Linked DNA regions of Hordeum vulgare: all the other regions are linked to region 1. A link is a contact called in public Hi-C data. All regions are on one chromosome and are shown on one strand. The core of a region is the stretch at or near the end of the contact, and the rest is flanking DNA. Distances in the headings are between cores, read along the strand shown. Region 1 holds the start of LOC123427504 (shaggy-related protein kinase GSK2). Region 2 holds the start of LOC123427483 (mitochondrial dicarboxylate/tricarboxylate transporter DTC-like). Region 3 holds the start of LOC123408285.

Region 1 (4,577 bases), core at 917-3,416:
GCCCTGTCCCTCTTCTTCCTCCTCTCCCACGGTGCTTGGCGAAGCCCTGCCGGGAGACGTCGTCTCTCCATCGACACCACGTCGTCGTGCTGCCGAAGATCTTCCCCAACCTCTCCCTCCTCCTTGCTAGATCAAGGTGCGGGATACGTCACCGGGCTGCACGTGTGTTGAACGTGGAGGTGCCGTGGTTCGGCACTAGATCGGAATCACACCGCGATCTGAATCGCCGCGAGTACGACTCCATCAACCGTGTTCTAGCAACGCTTCCGCTTAGCGATCTTCAAAGGTATGAAGATGCACTCTTCCCTCTCTTGTTACTGGTCTCTCCATAGGAAGATCTGAATATGGCGTAGGAAAATTTTAAATTTATGCTACGTTATCCAACACCCATGGTGGCGTGTGGGCTACTACTTCTAGTGTTATACTCCTTCCGTCCCAAAATAAGTGACACAACTTTGCATTAGTTTTGTACCAAAGTTAGTACAAAGTTGCATCACTTAATTTGGAACAGAAGGAGTATATGCTATGTGCTTGTGTGTGGAAACTTGGATGGATGATGCTTGTGTGCACGGGCTAGATGGAACGGAACCATGCTTCCAAATTGACATAAGACAATTATAACTTTAGTTTAACACCATGGAAGTGACAATATGGGGTGAAAAAAAACTCTTAACTATGTCATTTACGGCTATAACAGTACAATCAACACTTAAAACCAATCTACGAAATAACAGAGCATTTGAGTCATTTCAGCACGTTTCAGCACCAACCGCGGTTGCTACAACACAACTACCAAACATGTGCATCTTGGTTCCAACCTTTCAATCGCAACTAGTAACCGGAGCTGCTCCTTCCAGCCGGAGCTGTTGCAGTTGCAATCGTGAAAGTTGCATCCCAAACAAACATACCCTAAACCTACTTATGATCCTACACCCTCGGAGCTCATTGTTGAATTTCTTAACAAACGATGTAAGTGTGGGTTGATGTTAATAAACTAGCCGTGAAGATCTTCCGGTCAAAAAATTAAAATCGGCAAACCGTTTAAATTGTCTACTTACTCCTATCTAGACATTGTACTTCATTTTTTACTAATGCATATCTCATACTATACATATATGTTGAGTATAGAACACGAAACCAGACTATCAAAGCATTGCTATCCAGTCTCGCATACTATATATTATTCAATAACCAATATGTAAAAATGTCCGAATAATTTTACTTCTACAAACATATCTCATAAAAACTGAATAAGTCTTGGCCATGTCTCAACCCCAGTGTGGTTGATCACCCTGCCGGACCAGCTACTGCCTACTGATCATCATTTTTAGTGCTGGCTAGCAATGTTATTACTTGGACAAAAACACATATCTATCATGTAAAAGATGTCATATTTTTGGTACTAAATTAATAAGGAGGCAATAAAATGCTGTGGATCTTTGGGTCTTGGGTGCAAATGCACCTCAAATTGGATTTTTTTAAGAAGTATTGTAAAGTTAGTCAAAAATTTCAGAAACTTCTTTCAAACAAGAATGATGCGGTGTTATGCTCATGTGACTCTTCGCGAAGGATTGAGGTTCATGGTATTCTAGGCGAAGCAAAACAAAATTGACACTATATAAACATATTCACACATTTTGTTTCTGCCACGCAGTCCACATAAGTCACTTCTTCGCGAAACTTTTTACATGAGTATAACACTACAAGGTTCTTGTCTCCAAAAAGTTCCAGAATTTTTTAACTCTTTTTGTAATTTATAAATCATTTTTTTCAAAGAGGTTGCTTGGAACCCAAAACCAATTAGGTATTTCCGGGCATTAAAATGACATATATAACACCAGAAAGGTTCTCCTATATGACATGAATGCGCCAGCAATTTCTCCGATAAGTACCGTTGTATATTTGTGCAGGAATTAGTGTACCACTTTCACTAGAAAATTTCTCCAACGAATACCCTCGTATATTTTCAATTTCTGGCAGGAATTGAAAATATGCCGTAAATATATTTTAGCGGCACTGTTTATCCTTTTGACGAAGAAATGAATCCCATTACTCGGCAATAAATGTGACACGGGTACTCCCAGCAATTTGACCCTGGACCTGGAGCCTCGTCTAGTCTAATCCACCTCCCCACTAATCCACCAGCTGTTTACACCGGGTCAGCTAACCGCCCTCTCAATAGATCAACGTCACTCCCCATCTTGTTCCTCTTGGTCGCCACCACCCCCACTGGTCAAAGGCAGCGCCACCCACATCACAGTACAAGCCAAGGCACGCCAAGGCAGAGAGGAGGACCAGGCGTAGGTGGATGCTGTGAGCCCGCCTTGTCGGCCCCCATTCACACACCAGGCACATGGAGCATCCGGCGCCGGCGCCGGAGCCGATGCTGCTCGACGAGCAGCCCCCCACCGCAGTCGCCTGCGAGAAGGTAACCGGATCTGTGCTGGGATGGCGTTGGCCGTGTGTTTCTTGCCGTGGTGTTCCGTTGAGCTAATGTTTAGCGTGTTGGCGCTCTTGCTGAGCAGAAGCAGCAGGATGGCGAGGCGCCGTATGCGGAGGGGAACGACGCCATGACCGGCCACATCATCTCTACCACCATCGGCGGCAAGAACGGCGAGCCCAAGCAGGTGAGCTGAGCGTCTCTTATGTTTCCCATGTGTCTCTTGGCCTGAGCTTGCACGGCCAGTTCTTGCCTTGGTGAGATGTATGTGGATCCTTGGTTAGGTTTTTCTTCGTTTACGGAGAACAAAAAGAATGATAGACAGCGGCTGAATTTATCAAGGACGATGGAGCTTGTCAGCCTATTTTTGCAGTGCTCATTTGTTTGATCCTCATGTAACTATGGTTTGCTCAAGAGATCTGTTCCAAATATGCCTGTGTGGTGTTCAATAGTGTGGGTTTTCGGGACAAATTTGGACGGCCTCAGTTAGATTTTGGATGATGCCCCTTTGGCGCCCAGTTGGTAATGTCCTGCTTTGTTTTTCAGACGATTAGCTACATGGCAGAGCGCGTTGTGGGCACTGGTTCGTTTGGCATCGTCTTTCAGGTGATTGCTCGAGCCATTGCTTGTTTCCATGTTTGTGTTGTTCACCATCAGCCTGATGTTTAGTGAAATGGTTGCATGTGTAGGCTAAATGCTTGGAAACTGGGGAGACGGTGGCCATTAAGAAGGTACTGCAGGACCGGCGGTACAAGAACCGTGAGCTGCAGCTTATGCGTTCGATGAACCATTCCAATGTTGTCTCCCTCAAGCACTGCTTCTTCTCAACCACAAGTAGAGATGAGCTGTTTCTGAACCTTGTCATGGAGTATGTCCCGGAGACGCTCTACCGCGTGCTTAAGCATTACAGTAATGCCAAACAGGGGATGCCACTTATCTATGTCAAGCTTTACACCTATCAGGTTTGTGAATTGCCAATGAATAAATGTGAAATGTGTGCCTGTCATTGTGCAACTATTCTAAGTCAATTTGACATTGGTGGCAGCTATTCAGGGGGCTGGCGTACATTCATACTGTTCCAGGAGTCTGTCACAGGGATGTGAAGCCACAAAATGTTTTGGTATGTATCGGTGAACACTGGCTGTGTGCATCACTTGATGCAGAGGACGGGGTCTTCCCCTTTCCGGAATAAAATGTATCAGTGAACACACTGAACAGATTTGCTCGGTTATCATGCATGGCTTTTCATGTTTGATTTTGAATTTGCTTCCTTATACAGGTTGATCCTTTAACACATCAAGTTAAGGTCTGTGACTTTGGAAGCGCAAAAGTTCTGGTATGTTGGCTCTTTCCCCAAGAGTTTGGTGATACATACACACTGCTTAGATCCATTTGTCCTGTCGTGTAGACTACTCATTCTATTCAATATTGAACCAGAATTGGCATCATGGTCTGTGCTATTTTGATTTATCCTTACTGTTTTAGGTTTATAGCTAGTCAGTCGTTAAGATTAAAATTAAGTCACTTTTATACACTTTACAATTTGACTTCTTCAGATAGCATTGGTTATAAACTATTATCTCTGTATTGCGCTTATTCCCTACTGGCATGCTGAATTCTTGCTTTAGCCGAAAGTAAAGTTTCTGATCTTCACTTCATTTGATTACATTGGGTGTCCGACACTGAATATAAAATTTAGTTCCTTTGCTACAATATCAACCTGCATAGTACTTTGATGTTACTTACCTGCTAATCTGATATCATTTTTCTTGTGCTGCTCTATCAGGTGGCGGGTGAGCCCAATATATCATACATATGCTCACGCTACTACCGTGCTCCGGAGCTTATATTTGGTGCGACTGAATATACATCATCGATAGATATATGGTCAGCTGGTTGTGTTCTTGCAGAACTGCTCCTTGGTCAGGTTAGTTCCTTCGTTTTATTCACATATTTTGCAACCTCCTAGGTTCCAACTAAGATGTCAATACTGTAGTTTCTGATCTTCCATTTCTTTTTGCTAGCCATTATTTCCAGGAGAGAGTGCAGTCGATCAACTCGTAGAGATAATCAAGGTCTGCAAACATTCCATATCTCTCTCTTTCGCTTATACTATTAAATGATGTTGACCTTTGTG
Region 2 (4,577 bases), core at 694-3,193, 810 kb before region 1:
AACAAACCAATTCAAAAAGCACAAAATAATCTGCTGCCGTAGGTGAAATGTCAGAAAATGTCACTGAGGTCTTCGGATCAAACTAGAAAACCAGCATCATTGATGCAAACATCATTTACTGAACAAAAATGAACGATTCGGACCCAAACAAAGGTCTGAAGGATAGATAAGTAACAGAGGATAGATGGGATACTTCTGATCTGAGCCATGCGAAATCTGTATCCAATTCCATAATTCCCCCTCCAATGGTTGCACTTGTAGACAAAGATTAGACTCCTACAATCATTGCTAAACTTAGTACCGTGCCTCTTATCTATATTTATTATCTCTTATGTACTCCTCTATTTAAAATCTTGCCACAAAAGCTATCGTTATGTGCTAAAATTTTAAAAAATGGGGTTCAGTGTGAGTATTGTCCCAAAGATTGGGTTTCCTTGATCTCTTACTTTTGAATTCTGAAAAATTCCAAGCAATGATCAATATATTAACTTACAACTGTGTTTATGATTGCAAATGTTTATTAGTCTTCTTCCACCTCAACAATACTCAAGGTGAGAAAACATGCACAAATAAGAAAATATAGTTGTGAATACCAGAGAATATTTAGTTATTTACATGTTTAATTTATGTTTGTAAGTCATACTTTACATGTGCACTGAGTCACTGACACTATTACATGGCAAATGTACCGTGGCCAGCAGAAAACTACATACAGAACAATTATGCACATCATGAATAAAGACATTTGCAAGAACAAACCTTGTAGAAGGAACCAAGGCCCTCATTAGCATACATTGTCTTTGCGACCTGAGCTGCAGATCCCTCACCCAACTGGATCTTCACCTGAAACCAAAAACAGGAAAAGCTATATATAATGTGCACGAAATAGATATTTACAGTCTTCATGTTTCAGTAAAAGCTATTAATCATAAGCCATAACATTCTACACAACTCTCCAGTAAATAACCCACTTGAACTATGATGGCATGTTGGCCGACACTACCAAAATATAGTGGTCTGGCTAATTCTGCATGTGCAGGAACATTCCAGCAGCAAATAATAATAATAACTAGAACAACATCTTGAGACCAAAGAACTAGTGCTAACTGATTAAAAACAAGTAAAGCCACGCAAACACACAGATCTTTTGGTGAGGAAGAAAATAGCACACCACAGATTTAGTGCGATCTCCACGGAGGATCTAAGCTAACACATCGGACAGTTTCGACTGTAGATAACAAATAACGAAGTGTGTCGCCCCCACTTGCGCTCGTGGTGTGACCGCATACTCCAGTTTCCACAGATCTCCTCAAGAATAGCCACCCTAGTGTACAACAAGTTGTCCGGAGCTCACTCGAGGGTGAGCTCAGATCTAACCCAGAGATGCGCAGAAATCAATCGACCCGATCCATCAATCGCGTCGCTCGCATCCACTATAACCAACCACAGATCTAAGGCTCAAGAGAGCCACCAAACTCAACAAGCTGCCCCTAAATCATATATTCCACACCGGGAAAGAAGAAGTGAGTAGCGCATCCGTACCTTGATCATGTCGATGGGCTGGATGACGCAGGTGGCGAGCATCCCGGAGGCGCCACCATTGACGAATGGCTTTATCGTCTTCCAGACGCCGGTGGGCGCCGCGGCCTGCTGCTGCTTCGCGTCCGCCATCTCCTCCGGCGAGATCTAGCCGGGCTGGGAGAGGAAGTGCAGCAGACGCGAGCGGAGGGAAGGCGATGCGGGCGAGGAGGAGGCCTAGATCGCTGGGTGCCGTTGCGCTTTTATTATTGCGCCGAGAGCGACGCGAGGAGATAACAGGATTACTTACTTTTTCTCCGAGAAGAAAGAACAGATGGACGATAAAATACTACTTGGCCGTAAAAAATGCGTAATAAAGCAGCGCCGCGTTCTCGTGAGCGCCGTCGCGGCTGTGCGCATGGACGTGGTGCACATGAGGCGGTTGAGGCGCAAGTTTTTTCGTTTTTTTTAAGGCAGGTTGAGGCGCAAGTTGACACAAACAAGGTTGGAAAAGGTTTTTTTTTCTTTAAGCATGGCATGGGTTGGAAAAGTTGAGTAGACGTCAGGAGGAGAAAAGTGGTGGTGGCGTATGGGATCTGTCCGTGTGGAATTGGAAGGGAGATCTTGTGCGCAGTGGGGCCCCTGAGCAGGCCCATTGCTGGTGTGGTGGGAGGCGTGGTCCAGCCAACCTCGTCGTCGGAGTTCCCGTCCTCGCCGTGTTTGTTTTCTCCAGCTTATGTCCAAACGCCTCCGAAAGACCGCACGTGAGGCGAGACCTCGCATTTTTATTTTATTTTTTGCAAAGGAAGAGCATTTTTTCTTTCCTTGCTGTATAAATCTTTCTTTTATAACAGAAAAAGGCACCAATAGGTGCTAATTTATTGAGCTCGAAGACAGTGTACATGAGAGGTTACATAAACTGCTTAGAAGAAAGAGTAAAAAAAGCAGAATCTGAGAAAGAAGAGCTGAATAGAAGTCATAGAAGACAATAAGGGAGCAAGAATCCCTGTTGATGAAGAACATGACTAACATGACGAAGCAACCCAAGGAAGAAAAAGACATGATATGCACTTCTGCTACCAAAGAAACATAGATACATCACTCAGCAAACACCAAGAGCAACTGGACGAACAACTTTGGAATATAGCTGCGCTCAGATAATGTTACGCTCCCAGTTGGATCTCACTTTCAAGAACAGGTTTGATACAAGATTCGAGGTCAAATTCGAGGTTCGGAGGGAGGGAGAGAGGTTCGGGAGGAAGAAATCGCCGTCGGTTCAAAGATTACATCCAGCACACCTCATGCAGGAGGGGTCGGAGCCTACTTAACCTAACGGGTGGTGTCCCACACTTGGGTTGCGAAACGGTTGTTGGGCTTCATCGGTCGATGAGGCCGCTCCGCCCAGTGGGTGGCGACGGCTGTTGGGGCGGAGCCATCGGTAGCAGGCGGGCCGAGGGAGGCAGAAGTCGTAACACTCCCTCCCCCTTGAGACACAGCTTGACCCCAAGCTGGCGCCCGAGGAAAGTGGCAGCCAGGTTCCTTGGTGTCTTCCCAGGTGGTGAAATCTGGTGGCTGATCTGTCCAGCGCACAAGGATCTGCGGAACGTCTCGAAGTAGGGTCCGAAGTAGCGGAAAGCCAACTTCTGATTGAGCCTTGTGGTGACGGAGCGTTGCACATACGGGTGAAGCTTGAGGAAAACCCAGTCATTGACGACGAAAACACGATCCGGTCGGTGCTTGTCTGCGGAGTCCTTCATGGTTTGGCGTGCTCGAAGAAGACGCTCGCGAATCAAGGTTATCATTTTCTCGTGGTCCCCTAGCCAATCCGCCAAATCCGGGATGCGCACGCGACGGAGTCAATGATGTCGAAGTGGCGCGACGCATGCCCGTAGAGAACTTCAAAGGGAGTAGTGCTCAACGCGGAGTGGGGGATGTATTGTACCAAAACTCAACCACGGGTAACCAAGCATACCATTTGGTGGGGTAGGCATGGACGAAACATCGAAGAAATGTCTCCAGGCGTTGGTTGACTCGCTCAGTTTGCCCGTCTGTTTGAGGATGGTGCGTCGTGCTCATCCGCAGCTTGGTGTGGGTAAGGCAAAAGAGCTCCTTCCACAACAGGCTCGTGAATATTGGGTCACAGTCAGAGACAATAGATTCTGGCAGCCCATGCAGTTTGTAGATGTGTGCCACAAAGGCGTGCGCGACTTGGAAAGCGGTGAAAGGGTGAGACAAGGCAATGAAATGGGCATACCGGGAGAACTTGTCGACGACCACCAATATAGAGTTGCAACCCAAGGAGCGAGAGAGGCCCTCCATGAAGTCCATTCTGATCATTTGCCAGGCTTCTGTTGGTACATGTAGAGGTTCGAGAAGACCGGTATAGCGGACATGCTCGGGCTTGGCTTGCTTGCAGACTTGGCAAGCCTCGACGAAGAGCTTGGCGTGATGCTGTAGTCCTGGCCAAGTGAATAGTCGTCGCACTCTTTTGTAAGTGGCATTGAACCCCGAATGGCCACCAGTAGCGCATGTATGAAGGGCATCCAATAATTTCTTTTGCAGGTCCATGTTGTCACCCAACCAAACCCGGTCGTGTTGTCGAATGATGCCATCCTAGAGAGAGTAGCCGTCTGGGTGATCATTCTGAGTGGCCAACTGAGTCGGCAGTGCCTGAGCTACGGGGTCATCTTCGTAACCTTGCTGGACTACTCCCAGCCAAGCTGCCACGGCCATAGTGATGGCTGCAAGGTCGCCCTGGGGGGCGGGCACACGTGAAGAACGTCAGCGGCCCGGTTATCCATACCTTTCTTGTACATAATATGGTATCTCAGGCCCAGCATCTTTGCCATGATATTTTGTTGCCAAGGGGTGGCTAGCCGCTGGTCTTCTAGGTGAATAAGGCTTTGCTGGTCTATGTGTAAAGTGAACTCGTCATTTTTGCACATAAGTTCTCCAGTGATCTAGTGCCATCAGGATCGCCAAGCCTTCCTTCTCAAATGTGCTAAGCATCCTGTTACATGAGCCCAAAGCACGGGTCAAGTACCTGATGGGGTGTTTAT
Region 3 (4,577 bases), core at 850-3,349, 670 kb after region 1:
GAGTTGATCTACCTCGAGATCGTATATGGCGATCTAAAACACTATCTGGAATGATCTTAACCTGTCTTACGGGCTAAAGCCTTCTGGTTTATATAGATACCAGGAGTACTAGGGTTACACAATGTCGGTTACACCAAGGAGAAAACATGTGGATTACCATCTTGCCTTGGAGCATACACTAAGTCTTCGGAGGAGTCCGTTCCGGATACAACATCGTCTTGTAATTCGGGCTCCAATGACAATTATATGACAACCCATGACTCCGGCCCATACAAATAGGTAAGCAGCCCAAGGACCCCTTAGTCCCGGACTCCCTCGGTAGCCCCCGAACTGGTCTCCAATGCCGCGGTTTTGATCTAGCATCTTCACACGTCCAAAGTCTTCGACTTGCGGGGCGAGTTCCCCTCTTCCCTATGTTCGACAGACTCCAGTTCGGCTTGCGGTCTATTCTCGATTGTTGAAGCGTTGCATGGCCCACAAAATTGACCATTCCGCGGCAGGGTTTATGGCACCCCTTGATTCCTGTGCACCAATAGGAGGTAGGCGGTTTCAATAATCTTTTCAAAAAGTCCCTTCATGCATGAGTGGGAAAACCACTTATTAAACAAGCCAAGTGTGCTTCAAGCAACACACCTTGTTTCCCCAAACGGCGAGAAGAACATCGGAAAGCACAGAGACATGGCGAGCACTCCAAGCTCCTCCTCACGCCCTCATGACTCTCTTCTAGGCGACCGGGCAAGTTGTTGTGTATCTTGTCTTTGTTTGCGTGACCTAGAGGTGCAGGGATATCTTCCTTCCTCAGATCTGGCACCTTCCCATTCTTGATTGACTTCCGCAAACGGTGAAGCCTTCGCGGAGAAATTCCCTACTCCCCGCAAGGAAGAGAGGGTATGTTTCGTTCTCTTCCTCGTACAACGCTTGGGTTTTCCCATTCACCCTTTTTAAGGGGTTTATAAGAATTTTACGGGATTCAACTCCACTACCTTACCCGTGCATCCATACTTCATATCTCGGGCTTCGTTGCCCTTTGCGAGATGTTTGTGGGCTGTGAAGCCCATTTCTATCTAGGAAGTTTACTGCCTCGTCCCCCGTACTCTAGGTGGGACGATTTGTGAAGTAGGTGGAGCCGAAATGTGGTGTATAGTTGGGCCCTCTTGATGGAGGTAAAACCTGCTCTTGTTTATATTGATGATGGAGTATCGAGTATAGAGTTGATCTACCTCGAGATCGTATATTGTGGTCTAAAACCCTATGAGTAATGATATTAACATGTCCTATGAGCTAAGGCCATCTCGTTTATATAGATACCAGGGATAATAGGATTACACAATACCGGTTACACCAAGGAAAAAACATGATCATTACCATCTTGCCTTGGAGCATATACCAAGTCATGACAATTATAGGGCGACCCATGAGTCCGTCCCATAAAAATAGATAAACAGCCCAAGGACCCCCTAATCTCGAATTCTCTTATTGGACCCGTCCGTTAAACGCGCGGCCGATCCATTTAAAAAAGAGGACGTACACGTCAATCCAAACGGATAAAAGACGGACAAAGCACACGTCTGTTTCGGTCACGCGTTTGGAGCTGTTGTGAGAAGGAAATGAACTTGTACATGTGTGCGCTAAACTTTGTAGTACCTCTAGAAGATGTTTGTCTTTGGATAAACTATTTTCATCCTTCCTTACGGATTGTGTAATGAAGGATTGTAATCCTTCTGGGTGATCTATATAAAGCTCTTGATTAAAAAAAAATTGGTCATGCATCCTCATTTTCTTTGATAAACAATTAGTAATAGCTTTCGCTGCACAGAAAACCAACAGGGCTGAGTTTTCCTTTCTCTGAAACAACTCGTCATTCCCGGATTTCCAAATAGAGTAGACCACAAAAACCATCTTATTCGGGAGAAACCCATATGTGAGTATGCCCGGAATATATATGTCGATCGCAAGTTTTGTTACGTCACTTTTTCCATGCCAAAAGTAGGTTGGCCTCCCAGCCAACGGCAGCACCTAAATTTCCCTGCGATAGACGGTCTGTCCTCTTCCCCGTTGATCCATCCCAACTCCCATGCATATAAAAGCGAGGCCGGCTATTGTTGTCTCTTGTCGGAGCTCCATTTCTTGAATTTTCCTTGGCGGCCTCTCACCGCCGAGTTCCGACCAATCAATCCCATATGTGCCCATTTAGCTCTTCACAGCAGGTAGGATGTGTGGAGATTTGTTCTCTCAATTTCGATTTGATTTCTTCTGTTCTCCCTTCCAAATGAGGAGATTTGATTTGCTTCTCTCTCGTACGTGTAGATCTGCGGCGTCGCGACGCCGCCTTCTGCATCGTTAATCCAGAACGGACTCCACGAGCCGATTAATCATCGCGAGTCAGGATCACGACCTCGCGTGACGCAGCCATGGCGGTCATGGACCAGGACGGCGGTTCTGCGCGCGCACCCGCACCCGCACCCGCACCGATGAGGCTGCCCTCATACTCCTGCAGCCCCGGCAGCGTCGAGGCCACTCACGACCGCAAGCTTTCCCACTCCGACTCCTTCTGGACGCCGGCCGAATCGCTGCGGTCGTCGTCCGCTTCGTCGTCGTCCCCACCTCTATCCAGCAGTTCCTCGTTCGAGAGCATTCCCCTGCCCGACCTTGACCGGCAGTCCTCCTTGTCCTCCACGTCCTCCTACGCGAGCTTGTACCAGGTCGAGGCGGCGGCGGACCACGACCGTTCTTCCTCTTGCGCCGAGTCAATGCCAGCAACGCTGCCGCCGGCAGTCCAGACGATGATGGTGCAGGGGCAGCCCGCTGGGTACGACACGAAGAGGCTCCCTTCATCGATGTTCCGCACGCAGTCCACGTGCCCCGCCCAATGGAGCGCCACCTCGAACGACTCGCTTTTCAGCATCCAGCTGGAAAACTCCGGCGAGATCGGCCCGCTTTACGGTGTCGGCGACCTCTACTACGACGCCTCTGGGGTGTTCCACCGCCTCTCATCCGCCGCGAGGCTGCCGGCCGTGCCAGAGATGTCGACAGGAAACTCCGGCGGGAGTTTGTGCGTGAGGGATGACTGCGCGGGGTGCGGCAGTGGCACAAGCATGAACAAGAAGTCCGTCAGGTTCGCCACCGCCGATGGCGTCGCCGGCACGCGCAGGTACACGCCCGTCTTCTCGGCATGCATTACCTCACATGGTTTGCATTACGTGCGCGGTCTTTCTGTGTCCCTCGTCGTCCTGACCTGCGAATGTTGGCTTCAATTGCAGTCTTCCGCCCGCGTTGGAGGAGACGGAGGCATCGGTGGCGGAAACTGGCGCGGCGGCGGAGGCTGGTTGGTGCTCTTGTCCGTCGATATGGTGGCCAAGCTGCGCGTGCCGCGGATGTGACTGCCGGTGGTCCTGAATTTGGAATGGGTAGGAAATTTTGGACATGTCGAGTCCATTCAACTCCATCTTGTTGATCGGCTGTGGAATGGGTGCATATAGATTGGTAGGCGTCTTGGCGTGTTCTTACTGGCTAATATAAGTATTTGCGAGTTGCGGCGAGACGAAACACAAGTACTGGATCGTTGGCCTTTTCCGAAACACATACGGGCCACATACCTTCATTATCATTTATTTTGCCACGTCAAAACAGATGACATCATCGTTTTTTTAAAAAGTTAATGTCACAATCGTTGGCTACTACAATGGACCAGCGCGGAAAAAAAAGAAAAAGGCTAACTAGCTTAATTTTTACACAAATTGAAGAGCAACTAGTTAGCGTGCACTTCTTCGAGACCCTTTCAGCGATCACTCTCACGCGTCGTCACTTGCGCATTTTTGGTCGCCGCCACATGTCACACTCTCAGCATTTCCTTCAAATTTCGTTTTTTTATTTTTTTTCTGTACGGGTTTTGGTTTTCGGCTTTTTAGATAGGTTTTTTATCCAGTTTAGAGATTGGCTTTTTGTATCCCATGGATTTTTTTTCAAAAAACACGTTCTCTATTATTTTAGAAGATACACGATTTTATTTCTATGAAAGGCAATGGCGGACCCATCATTGGGCCGAGCTGGGGCGGCCGCCCCGGGTCGTCGATGGCACAGGATCGACCCTCACCTACTTGTTTTTCCACCGGCCGCGAAATCTGCAAAAATCCAGTGGCGGCGGCAGCGTTCTGTTCGTGAGGGGAGGGACGCAGCAACCAACGATGAAGGGCCGATGGGGTAAGCAATGACTTGGGTCGGTTGGGTGGGCTTTTTGTCTATAGGCCCAAACAGAAATGCTCGATCTAGAATTCCAGTCGAGAGGATGCAGAGAAACGCACGAAGCAGACGTGACCTAACTGTTGGGGCTCGCGCCGCCGCCAATCGCCAGTGGCAAGGGTTCCCAGACGCAGGGGCCAGATTTCGCATCTGCTGGCTGCGGCGGCCGGTGGGGGTGCTGCTGCTGCTGCAGGTTGGGCCAACGACGAGGGGTGGCGGCGTTTGGGGGAGGCACTGCAGGTCGGGCTAGCGGAGGGGGCGATAGTGAGGGGCTCCAGGGCGACGTGCTGATGCTGGAGGTCGGACCAGGAGGGGGGGCGACAGTGGGGCGTTGCTGG

What was found. Hi-C and Micro-C count contacts between places; a contact is called where the count stands out from the background.
Region 2: a Hi-C map of seedling shows a contact between it and region 1, with 5 times the contacts expected there. The contact joins the promoter of LOC123427483 here to the promoter of LOC123427504 in region 1. A contact is called at or near these places in 2 of 6 Hi-C or Micro-C datasets (leaf and seedling).
Region 3: a contact with region 1 is called in a Hi-C map of seedling, with 4 times the contacts expected there. The contact joins the promoter of LOC123408285 here to the promoter of LOC123427504 in region 1. A contact is called at or near these places in 2 of 6 Hi-C or Micro-C datasets (leaf and seedling).

Annotation. Positions count from the first base shown.
Region 1 is chr1H:150,293,319-150,297,895 of MorexV3_pseudomolecules_assembly, forward strand. It overlaps LOC123427504 (shaggy-related protein kinase GSK2), which reads left to right and starts at 2,167. Exons shown (of 12, transcript XM_045111576.1): 1 at 2,167-2,428; 2 at 2,526-2,627; 3 at 2,987-3,046; 4 at 3,130-3,402; 5 at 3,486-3,560; 6 at 3,720-3,776; 7 at 4,227-4,367; 8 at 4,465-4,515. The coding sequence starts at 2,354.
Region 2 is chr1H:149,485,053-149,489,629 of MorexV3_pseudomolecules_assembly, forward strand. LOC123427483 (mitochondrial dicarboxylate/tricarboxylate transporter DTC-like) reads right to left here and starts at 1,944. Exons shown (of 6, transcript XM_045111543.1): 1 at 1,543-1,944; 2 at 760-843. The coding sequence starts at 1,671.
Region 3 is chr1H:150,962,240-150,966,816 of MorexV3_pseudomolecules_assembly, forward strand. LOC123408285 reads left to right here and starts at 2,100. Exons shown (of 3, transcript XM_045101428.1): 1 at 2,100-2,207; 2 at 2,308-3,151; 3 at 3,261-3,541. The coding sequence starts at 2,412. The coding sequence ends at 3,396.